Regions from separate parts of the Canis lupus genome. Here region 1 is linked to region 2. The links are chromatin contacts, called in public Hi-C maps. All regions are on one chromosome and are shown on one strand. Each heading gives the region's core, a stretch centred on a gene start, on an enhancer-like site or on the middle of the called end of the contact. The rest is flanking DNA. Distances are from core to core; before and after follow the strand shown. Region 1 has its middle 74 kb from the start of TNIK. Region 2 holds the start of TNIK (TRAF2 and NCK-interacting protein kinase).

Evidence for each region. Hi-C and Micro-C count contacts between places; a contact is called where the count stands out from the background.
Region 1: a Hi-C map of blood shows a contact between it and region 2, with 2.8 times the contacts expected there. The contact joins the enhancer-like site here to the promoter of TNIK in region 2. A contact is called at or near these places in 3 of 9 Hi-C or Micro-C datasets (amygdala and blood).

Annotation. Positions count from the first base shown.
Region 1 is chr34:36,128,664-36,134,418 of UU_Cfam_GSD_1.0, reverse strand. No RefSeq gene overlaps it. Among named protein-coding and RNA genes, the nearest start is that of TNIK, 74 kb to the right of the region's middle. Within about 2 kb of position 3,653, at least 4 of the 20 cell types and tissues checked have an H3K27ac peak or open chromatin away from gene starts, as enhancers often do. A contact at or near this core is called in blood, where this site is marked.
Region 2 is chr34:36,056,033-36,061,598 of UU_Cfam_GSD_1.0, reverse strand. TNIK (TRAF2 and NCK-interacting protein kinase) reads left to right here and starts at 4,316. Exons shown (of 34, transcript XM_038583888.1): 1 at 4,316-4,499. The coding sequence starts at 4,443.

The DNA.
Region 1 (5,755 bases), core at 2,404-4,903, 73 kb before region 2:
TCTGCACCTTCTACTCAGTCTTGCTATGAAGCTAAAACGGTTCTAAAAAGAGTTGCCTTAAAAGCAAGTGTAGACGAAAAGCACAGCTTAGGGAATGTAGTCAAGAATACCGTAATAACGTTACACGGTGACAAATGGTGACTCTGCTTATCTATAGAATTGTCAAATCCCTATGCTTTACACCAAAAACTAATGTAACACCGTATATCAAACGATATTTCAATCATGAAAAAAAAAAAATTTAAGTCTGGCAGCGATGCCCTAATGGTGTCTATGAAGGAAAGCAAGCCAAGCACTGGCCAGGAGCGTGGCAGCGCAGCCTGGGGTTCCTGGGAGGCCGGGCCCAGGCAATGCCTGATACTCTTGTCCATGTCTGTGATGAAGTGAACTTTGGGGTTTCTTAGAAAACACACTAAAATGAGACAGAATGGCAACCCTACAGGAGTGGGCATTGTCAATGGCAGAGAGGCAGGGATGCCAAGGGGTTAGGAATTGGGCAGGTCTGGTTTGAAATCTCGGTCTCTTCACTTAGTGTGTGACCTTGGGCAAGTTACCTAACTTCTGACCCTCATCTCATCATCTGTCAAATCACATAACAGGGCCCAGCCGAAAGGGTTGATGTAAAGTTTGGGGGAGATGATGCATGTGAGGCATTTTATAGCATTCGGTACACATTGATTTTTTTTCTTTTTAATTTAAATCAGGGAATCTAGCTCTTAACCATTCTCTGCTTTTATCCTTCATAGGAAAGAAAAAAATCTAAATGCTACTACCAGATCCTGATGTCCATTCGCTTCTAGGTAGAGTGGAAATTTCCTTCCTTTTTCTCACAAAGATCCAGGATTGAAGTGGGCAGGGGTTAGTGATAAAATTGTTTTCCTTCATTCTAAAGGTCAGAGCCCAAGTTCATGTTTCTCTTACTGGTTTCTCTCTGACTCATCTTCGTGCCCAAAGCAAATTACCCATTTCCAGTCTTATTTTTCTTTATCTGAAAAATGGGCTTTATGGATTAATTTTCCTTCCCCGCCTTGCAATACAACCTTACGGTTTAGAGACATTCTCTAAAATGCCTTCAAATGCTTTGCTTCCAATTTCATCCTACAGCAGCTATTTTAGATTCCTTTCCAGCAATAGGGAGGAGGTGGTCTCGGGGCAGAACAATACCACTTGGGGGAGTATCTCTCCAGTGGTCTCAGTGGAGAACCATTCGGTAAAGTAGTGGTTCTGTACTCGGGGTGATCTCCCCACCCCACCCCAGGGGCCACTTGGCAATGTCTGGAAATGTTTTTGGTTGTCACAAGTTGGGCAGGAGGTGCCACTGGGATCTAGTGGGTAGAGAGGCAAGGGACACTGTGAAACATCCTACAATGCACAGGACAGCTCTGTACACGAAGAGAGCTGTGGCCCCAATTGCCAGTGGTGCCAAGGCCTAGAACCTCTGCTGTAAATGATCTCCGCATGTTAATTTTTCTCATTACCTTTTTTTTTTCCTTTTTTTTTTCTTTCCTTTTTTTTTGCTGTTCTTTCTTGGCCCATTCATTCCCCTTCCCCTAAGCAAACCCACCTTCCTTCTGTCCTATTCATCCTTCTATTCCTTCCCCCTCTTACCATCAAATCTTTTCTCATTCTTTCTTTCTATTGTCTGCTCCATCACCATTTAGTGTTTCACGATCCTCCAAAGTTCCCTTGAAAAATATACATGAAGTTGCTTTCCCAGCCGGGTCACAAGTAACCACGTATGCCCTTGGGCTAGTCAAGTCACAACTCCGGGCCTCAGCTTCCTTCCTGAAAATGGACATAGGACTGAGTAACCTTTAAAGCGCAAATCTGTGATTGGTAACTGTCTTGGCAATTCAAATGCCTAACAATCTTACAAGAAAAATCTTAGTGTGAGAGAGAGAGCTGACAAAAAAAGATTTAGAGTTTAGCGCTATATAATGAAGAAAAAGTTGCTGCAGTTGTGGGAATGTGTGGAAATTCAATCCTGCCAAGGTAATGAGGGGAGAGGTAAAATCTATGCGTGGCTAACTTTAGAGAAATCTATGGGAAACTTAACTAAGTTAAAAAGATATTGATTACAAATAATAACAAAAAGCTGGAAAAGCAATATAAACAGCCAACATATTGGGGATTGAGACAAAAATATACGATATATTCGTTTGACAAAATACCATGCAGCTGTTAAAAATAATACTACCGACTTTTTAACAGCATGGGAAATGTTTAAGTACAGATCACAAAATTGTGTATAGTTTATATTCACATTTAAAATTTATTTATTGGGCAGCCCGGGTGGCTCAGCGGTTTAGCGCCACCTTGGGCCCAGGGCCTGACCCTGAAGACCTGGGATCAGGTCCCGCGTCCGGCTCCCTGCATGGAGCCTGCTTCTCCTCTGCCTGTGTCTCTGCCTCTCTTTCTCTCTCTCAGTGTCTCTCATGAATAAATAAATAAAATCTTTTAAAAAAAAAATAAAAAAATAAAATTTATTTATTTATTTATTTGTTTGTTTATTTATTTATTTATAGATTTTATTTATTTATTCATGAGAGACACAGAAAGAGAGGCAGAGACACAGGCAGAGGCAGATGCAGGCTCCAGGCAGGGAGCCCGATGCAGGACTCGATCTCAGGACCCCGGGGTCACGCCCTGAGCTGAAGGTAGATGCTCAACCGCTGAGCCACCCGGGCACCCCTAAATTTTTTTTATTTTAATTCCAGGGTAGCTAACAGCCAGTGTTCTATTAGTTTGAGGTAGTTTATTCATATTTAGTAAAAGAGAGCAGCTTTTTCTGTAGCAGACCTATTTTTTGAATTATATAATGTTGACTTTTCTTACTTCAAAGGGGATATATGCTGACTTGTAAATAATCTCCAAAACACAGGTAAGAAAAGGAGAAGCAAGTATCTGTGATTGGACCACCAGGGTCACCCTGAGACATTTCTCCAGGCTTCGTTTCCTTCCTTTTTTTTTTTACCCGACAGCAGGGTCGTACTGTTTTGTGACCTGCCTTCCCTTTCCTTGTCACTGCAGAGCGCTCTGCAAAGGCACTTATTTTAGCTGCGTAGTATTCCTTTGTATCTGTAGCCGGGCCTGCTTGAGGGGCAAGGAAATACACCTTAAACAATGCAAAGTGCCCAGTCACAGTGGGGACCCAGGGGACCTGAATTACCCACACCCCCCTTCATTACTCTCCAATGGGGGGACGCCCAGGGGAGGCCTGCCCTGGTGGGGCCTGTTAGCTCCTACACAGACCCACAGAATGGCCCGTGGGGTGGGCCCCTAAAAGTGACTTAGGGAAGCCCTTTCCCCTCCCTGTGTCCATCTCCCCACTAAGGGGATGAGTAGAGGCCTGACCTTCCTCCTACCTGGGACCCTGCTCTCTGGGTCAGGTCAGCGCAGAGCAGGAAAACCACTTGTGTGACACCCCATCTCCTCCGGCTCCCTCCCCCACCCCGCTTCCTTGGGCTCAAGGGATGGAGCTGCCTGTTTCCCCAAACCCCCTCCCCCCCAGCCCCCACCCCCGAGTGGGGGTGCGGGGCCTCAGGGCCTCTTCTTTGTCATCGAGGCCCCGTGACCCGGGCTCAGTGAGCCGCCCTTCCCCCTGTGATTCACCGCCAGGCTGCCTTCTGCTTTCCTGTCTGGGGATGTTATGACATCAGACTTATCTGGTGAAAGGAGAAAATGCTTACCCGCTCATTTCTTGCCCCAGGACAGTCTGAAAACCCTGTAAGGTTCACAGGGCCTCCTCCCTGTGAGGATCAAGCCTCAAGGGGCCCTAAGTGGAGCTGCTCTGGCCAAGGCCTGCGGGCCTGAGCAAAATCCTAAAGGACCCAAAACTTTCCTTTGTTCCAGGGACTTCTGTCTCTGTGTCCTTGTCCCATTTCAGATGCGCCTTCTTAAACCTTAACCCCAGCAGAAGATCCCTGACACCCCCGTTCCCCCTGGGGGCTTTGGGGAGTCGCCGGGCCGGCGTCTGTAGGGGGAGCTACGCTGTGGCGAAGGACTCAGGCCGAGGGCCCGACCAGGTCATCGTGGGGCCTCTGAGGGGCTGTTGGCCCCCGAGCTGCTTCTGAGGCTTTGGGCGCAGGCTGCACCCGCTTCCCTCAGGCCCGGGGGGTCGGGGAGGGAGGAATTCCAAGCCCCACGGTGTGCCGGGCAGGATGCCCAGTGCCCTCCGCGGGTCTCCCCAGGCCTTGGTCACAGGCTGAGCCCCAGCTTCGTTATCCCAGCTTCAGTACAGAGTAGCTTCTAGAAGTCAAACCATTGGCAGCAGTGGCAGAGTCAGGACTTCAACTCAGGGCTCTTGATTCTGACATTATATCATCTCACTGCCTCCCCGCAAGATTATCTTTTCAAAGAAAGACGAAAGGCCTGAGCCCTGGGCTAGCCTCCTGCTGTACTTGGGGGAAACGTCTCCAACTAAGCCCTTTGGCTGCAGACCGCTAGGATGCTGCAGGGCCCTCCAGATCACTTACACCTCTGATTGCCTCCCTCCGCCACTTTGTCCCCTTGCAGTTGCTTCCCCAGAGTCACAGAGCTGAGCCACACAGCACCCGGGGGCGGTGGCCTGCAAAGAAGGGTCCCCAGGCCAGCAACATCACCATCCCCTGGGAACTTGCTAAGCATGCCAGACGGAAATTGGGAATTCTGAGGATGAGGCCCACGGTCTGTAGCTGCACAAGCCCTCCAGGTGATCCTGATGGAGCTAGAGAACCAACCTATGGCCTAGAGGAAGGATGCCACAGGCCTAAGTCCTTGGCTCCATCCTCACAACCAGGGGCTAACTCTGGGTTCTGCTCCTGCCGTCTTGTTGGTCTTTGTCCTCGGGCAGGCCTGATCCTTCCTGCCCACGTTGTGGCTGCAGCCAGCAGTCGTCCCATCCCTCATCTCCCCCCGCCCCCTCCACCTGAACCACGCTATTTCTCCACTCTAAGAAAGTCATCCCACTACTGGAACAAAATCCAGCACTTTGTGGCTTGCTACTCAAGAGCCTCCAAAATACTCGTCTAACTTTCACTTTTTTTTCTAACTTTCATTTTTAGTCTCAATCCCTCCTTGTCCCTCCCCTTATGCATCCTACACCCAAGTCATGCAAAACTGCTCACTGTTTGCTACCAGTCCATGCTTTTTTGCTTCTGTGCTTTGTTGGAGTTGTCCTTCAGCTCATAATTGCCCCCCACCATCTATCCCCACATACTTGTTAGGGCCCAGCTCAAATGTCATCCCCTTTACAAAATTGTCTTCTATCCTCTGACTCTTCTTTCCCTTTCTTGAACTCTCATAAAACCTATCTTTGCTTCTCTCATCGAGCCAATTAAATTATACTATATGGTTGCTTGTGAACATGCTTTATCTCCCGACTGGGAGGTAAGGGGGCAGGAGCTGTGCCTTTTTTCATCTCTGCATTCCCTACAGCACCCAGCACAGTGACAGAGCTTTTACACATGGTTGTTGAATGAGTAAGTGAATGTCGGATCCACATAAATAAAACAGAAAGATGTTTCCATCCCTCATTTTTCTAAAAATGCCTATCAAAACCAATGATACTATTATCGTGCTATTTTTTCTAACAAAGTAGTGTGCCTTTTTATCGCCTCTCCAAACCGGGCCAGCTAAAAAGCATGGGTCATAATACAGGGTTATCAGGGATAACAGAGTCAGGAGAACCAGATCGTTCCTACAGTTATCTGTGCCTTGAATAACAATACAGGAGAATGAAATTACAAATTTTGTTGCTAACCTTCACCTTGAAGAG
Region 2 (5,566 bases), core at 3,067-5,566:
TTTACAACTTTGTTATTTGCCTCTGTGAAAGCAAACCTCCAGGACCTAGTATTGCACCTTGCACAGAGTAAAGGATTTCTGTATAATGGAATGAATGGATTAATGCCATGCCTTCATTACTTACCATGATGAAAGTGCCTGCCCCTTACATCCATTGCCCCTGAGCTTGAAGCCCCCCCAGCTCTCGCCCTGGTCCTACCCTGCACAGTTGTGTTTTACAGATCTACTGGCTATCCAATTCTACCCACTTTATGTAACCCAGGAAGTGGTCTGAATTGCTGGACCACTGATGCTCCCTTTTTTTGTTTTCCAGAACTCTAAAGTATTTTTAAAATATATTTTCTGTTATATCTAGGGATTTGTGCTGATAGAAGATGTACAGAGTGTGCTTTTAGAATCTCAACAAGCTGTGTTACTGATTTCCACAGTGTTTATTTTAGTTGGAGCATGGATATGACATTAAATAACATTGAATCTAATAGAGGGAACCTAACCCTCTTTGAGATTCTCTTGTTTTTATAAATATTTTTAAAATAGAAAAATATTTCAAATATACAGAGCACAATATCATAAATGTTAATTAGTAACCATCCAGATTTCAGAATTCCAAACATTTAGCAACATTTGCTTTAGATCTTTTTTTTTTTTAAATAAATTAGATATCATTGTTGGAGCCTTTGTACCTTCCCATTCTATTCTTCTACCCTTCTCACTATCCTGAAGTTGATCTGTGTCCTTCCTTCCTGTGTCCATGCTTTTAATGCATGTTTTATTTTGTTTTATTATTATTATTTTTAAAAGGTTTTATTTATTTATGCATGAGAGACACACAGAGAGAGGCAGTGACACAGGCAGAGGGAGAAGCAGGCTCCATGCAGGGAGCCCGATGGGGGACTCGATCCCTGACCTGGGGTCACACCTTGAGCCAAAGGCAGATGCTCAACCACTGAGCCACCCAGGCGCCCCTTTTACATATTTTAAAAACATATACTATATGTTTATAGACATAAACAGCATATTTTACTGTTTTACAGGATTTCAAATTGCACATAAATGATACAAAGTCTTTTAATCCTTCAGATTACACCAAGAGAAAAATCTCACTGTGGTCAAATTTTGAAAGACTTTTCTGGCATTTGCTAATTTCTCTTTTAACAAAGGAATAGTAGGCCTTAGGCTAGAAGCCTGAAGCAGGCAGCCATAGAATTAAATAATATTGCCTTATTTCCCATTATATTTATTTTGATGGTTTCCTTCTACTTTTTAGCAAGTGTTGCCACCTTTCCATTTACAGTAGTGACTTATGTTTCATTTATTTATTTATTGGGGGGGGGGTGCACCCAAGCCAGTGAGTGGGGAGGCGCTGAAGGGGCAGAGGGAGAGGGAGAGAGAGAATCTTAAGCAGGCTCCACAGCCAGTGCTGAGCCCAGTGTGGGGTTCATCTCACGACCCTGAGATCATGACATGAGCAGAAATCGAGAGCCAGACACCAAACTGAGCCACCCAGGTGCCTTTGTTTCTTTTTAAATATGAAAAAAAGAAAAGCATTGATTTAAAGAAAAATATTAAGTAGATAATAGTATGGGAGGTACACAGGACAAAAAAAATCAGGGAAAAAAATCAGGAGCTTGTATTGAAATGACTGAAATTTGATACACACTTGACCTCAATGAACACGTTCAAGTTCCTTAATGGGACCCATGCCAGCCCTACCTGATTTGACCTTTGCTTCCCTTCTCAATCCAGTCGGTCGCCCCTATTACCTCACCTCCAGCACAAACAGCTTGGAGTTTGCTCCTTCCTTTCCTAGCTGAAAGTGCCTTGGCTATTGTAATCTTTCCTTTTAGGGTGTTTGCTGAATCCATCAGCACTCCCACTGCATCCCCGGCTCCACCTGACCCTGCTCCTCCAGTCAGCCAACAGGAAACCCTCCCCCACTTAGTACCCATCACTGCACTGAACATACAGTCTTCCAATTCTAGATCCAAGAGCAGAATTTAGGGCCCTATCATGACATCATCATACCCTAAACAGCTTACTAAGGTGGAAAGAAATGATCCTCTTTGTGATGTTTCAGATAAAACCCAGGGTCTAAAACTGAGGTTGTCCATGAAAAAAAAAAAATCTCATTTTTCATATGTATGGAGTTTAAAAAATAGGTTGATAGGGGATCCCTGGGTGGCTCAGTGGTTTAGCGCCTGCCTTTGGCCCAGGGCGTCATCCTGGAGTCCTGGGATCAAGTCCCACATCGGGCTCCCTGCATGGAGCCTGCTCCTCCCTCTGCCTGTGTCTCTGCCTCTCTCTCTCTGTGTCTCTCATGAATAAATAAATGAAATCTTTAAAAAATAAATAAATAAATACAAAATAGGTGGATAGATCTCAATGATTTCTTTCAACCCCGAGACAGTGCATGCCTTGGTTATCTAGCTTAAGGGTACAAAGGAGACAGAGGAGGGAAAAATAAGGACCATGATGGGAAGCACATGATGGGAAATGATAGGGCTTTTTCCTAACATCATTTCTACATCCCTTTGGTGGCTTACTGCACCTCACTTGCTTGCATCCAGCCTCAAAGCTGGATGATCTTGGTAGAAAATGAGAGGTCACGTGGAGCGTTCTGAATTCAGCGCGTTGGAACGGTGGCCGTGGGAACAGGTGGCCAGTGTCCCGGGCCGGGGCACCTAAGCAGCCCCATCATTGGACAACAGCGGGACCGGGGCGCCGGGCCGACGCTGCTGCGCAGGCTTCAGGGTCTGCAGTCCCGCTGACCCCGCGGCGCTGCCTTCGGTCCATTCATTCAAGAGCCTCCTTCGGGGGCTGACTGCGCACACGGGACCCCGAGGCCCGGCCTGCGCGTGGCCCGGAGGCCCCCCTCGGCTGCAGCAGGGGTGCAGGGAGCGCTTGCAGGGCGACGGCTGCATTGGGGGGCACAGCTGGGCTCCCGCGTCCCTTCCTTCCTGCGCGGGGGGCCCGGGGGAAGTGACCTCATACTTTTGGTTGGGGAAGGTCATGCTTACCACTGTCCACGCTCAGCCTTTCCAGGAGCCAGCGGGGGGCGGGGCGGGGCGGGGGGTGGGGGTGAGCTCGCCCTCCTGCCGTGCATTTTGCACACACACCTCCCAGCACCCGCCAAACTTTCTCCGCCCGCCCCAGGAGCTCAGCGGCGGAAATGCTGCCCCCAGGGCCGACGTGCGCCGCCCCACCCGCTGTCGCCCTTGGAGGGGTACCTGACGCTGCGGCACCCGGGGGAAGGGAGAGAAAAAAAAAAAAAGCAAAAAAAAAAAAAAAAAAAAAAGAAGCTGCTCGTTTCGCTTCGGTCGTTTCCGTGGGGAACTGCGGTACGGGCAGGTCCTGGGTGTGGCGGTGCCAACAGGGAACTCCGATCTGCGTTTCTCCCGCTCCGGGGTAACCTTCCCAGCCCCCGACCCGCGGGTGGCCGGTCCCGGATGCCCCCTGCCGGGCTCCCGGGGGTCGCTGGGCGCCCCCCCCCGCCGCGGCGCAGCGCTGGAGCGCAGGGTGCCCGTGCGCTTCGCCCCCATTCGTTCCGCGCCTGGAGGCGGATCCCCTTCCCTGCACACAAGTCCTTATATGCACCGGTTGCACCAGCCCGTGCTACTCCAGCCTCACAAATAACTAATGGGGGGAGGGCGGCCGTCGCTCTTCCCCCCCCCCGCACCCCACCGCCCTCCCCGGGATGTGCAAAGCGCGGAGCATCGCACCCTGCCGAGAGCCCCCCGCCCCCGCCCCCGGTGCGAGGAGGGCCATTGTGCTGCAGCGCACGACTCGGACGCGCACGAATAAAGGCCCTTGGCCCCCGCGACAGGCCCGGCGGGGTCGGGGACCGCTCTCCAGACCCCGCGGGGGGCGCCCGGGCCGAGAGGGCGCGCCCCGCCCCGCGCGCTGGTGCAGAGGGCCCGGGTCAGGAAGCGCGGCCTCTCCCGGGCGGAGGCCCCGCCCCGCCCCGCCCCGCCCCGCCCCGCCCCCGCCCCCCGCCTCACTCCTCCCAGGAAGCGCTGATGGACAGCTCGGGGCGCTCGTCCGCCCCCACCCCCCGGCGGAGTGGAGGAGTTGATGTGTCTCATTATAACCGCCGATGCAGCCGCCATCCACGCACAGGCAGGGAAGCATGTCCCATTTAAATACACCCACGCAGCCCCTGCGCCCTTAGCCGAGCGGGGCGCGCAGCCCACACGCACCGCGGCTCGGGGCTGGGAGAGCCGCGCAGCTCGGGCTCCGGGTCCGCGGCCGCCCGCGGGCGCAGCAGCGGGATCGGGCGTCGCGGGGCCGGGCCGGGCCGGGCCGGGCCGGGGCGGGCGCGGGGGCTGGGCCGGGGCCTCTGGCGCGGCAGCCGCATGAGGACGCGAGGCCGGTAGACCAGGTGGAGTCTGCAAGGGGGGAGCCTCGGGGGGGCGCAGGGCCGCTGCTCCCGCGAAGAAGTCGACATGGCGAGCGACTCCCCGGCTCGCAGCCTGGATGAGATCGATCTCTCGGCGCTGAGGGTGAGCAGAACCGGCTTCTCGGGGGGTCTCGGGGGGTCTCGCCGGGGGCTAGGGGCGGCGCGCGGGCGGGGGCAAGGCGGATGCGCGGCGGCGGCGGGGGGGACCCCGGCTTCCCGTCCCCGCCCCGGGCGAGCCTCGGCTCCGTGACCCCCGCGGCGGCGGCCGGGCTCCCCGGGATGCGGGGCATTCACCTTACCCCGGCGCCCGAGCCTTGAACGTGGAATGCTCGTGTGCGCGCGCGCGTGTGTGCGCTGTGCACACGCGCCCCGGACGGCCAGCTCGTGCAAGGCGCGACGCCCCACCGTCCCCCCTCCCCCCCCCCCCTTTTTTTTTCTTTTTTTGCAAAACGTGGAGAAACGCACCGGCCGCTCACTTTGCGCAGCTCGCTGCGGGGTGACCGGGGCAGCCCGACGGCCCCGACCCCGCGACGCCGGTGCCCGTCGGTGGCCGCCGCCCCCAGGCTCCCCCCGCGCCCTCCCGCGCCCGCCTCGCGCACCCCTGTTTACGGTGTAACTTAGCCCTGCTTGCTTTTTTTTTTCTTTTTTTTTTGACTTTGTGGCCCTGACATTTCAGTTTTATGGGCCAACTTAAGGCAGGTGAAGGGATGTGCTCTCCGCGCTCCCCCGCTCAGACCGGAACTCCCGTGAGTGTGCGCGTGTGCGCGTGTGCCCGCGGCCAGCCCTTTGTAGGGAGAGTAGGGGGAGCATCCAGCTCCTCCGGCCCCGCGGCTGGCTTTGCGTTTCCCTTCACGTGAATCGCCCCAGACGCCCTTTTTTTTTTTTTTTTTTTTTTTTCATTGTATGGACTGAGACATCACTTGCCATAGGATCCATTTTGCTGTTGTTCTGAGCTCCGGATCCCGGGAACCCCAGTGTAGCCTCGACGACGCCCCACCCCCACCCCCGGATCCCAACACGCTCTTTCGGGGGAAGGGGGCCGAGACTTCTTGCCATTTTAATGAGATGCTGCCTCCCGAAGAGGGGGACAGGGAGGGTCTGATGCTGCAGCCAGTGGGGGGGGGGGGTCTGAGATGGATCGCACCCCAGTTAAGGATGGCTTCTTCCTCC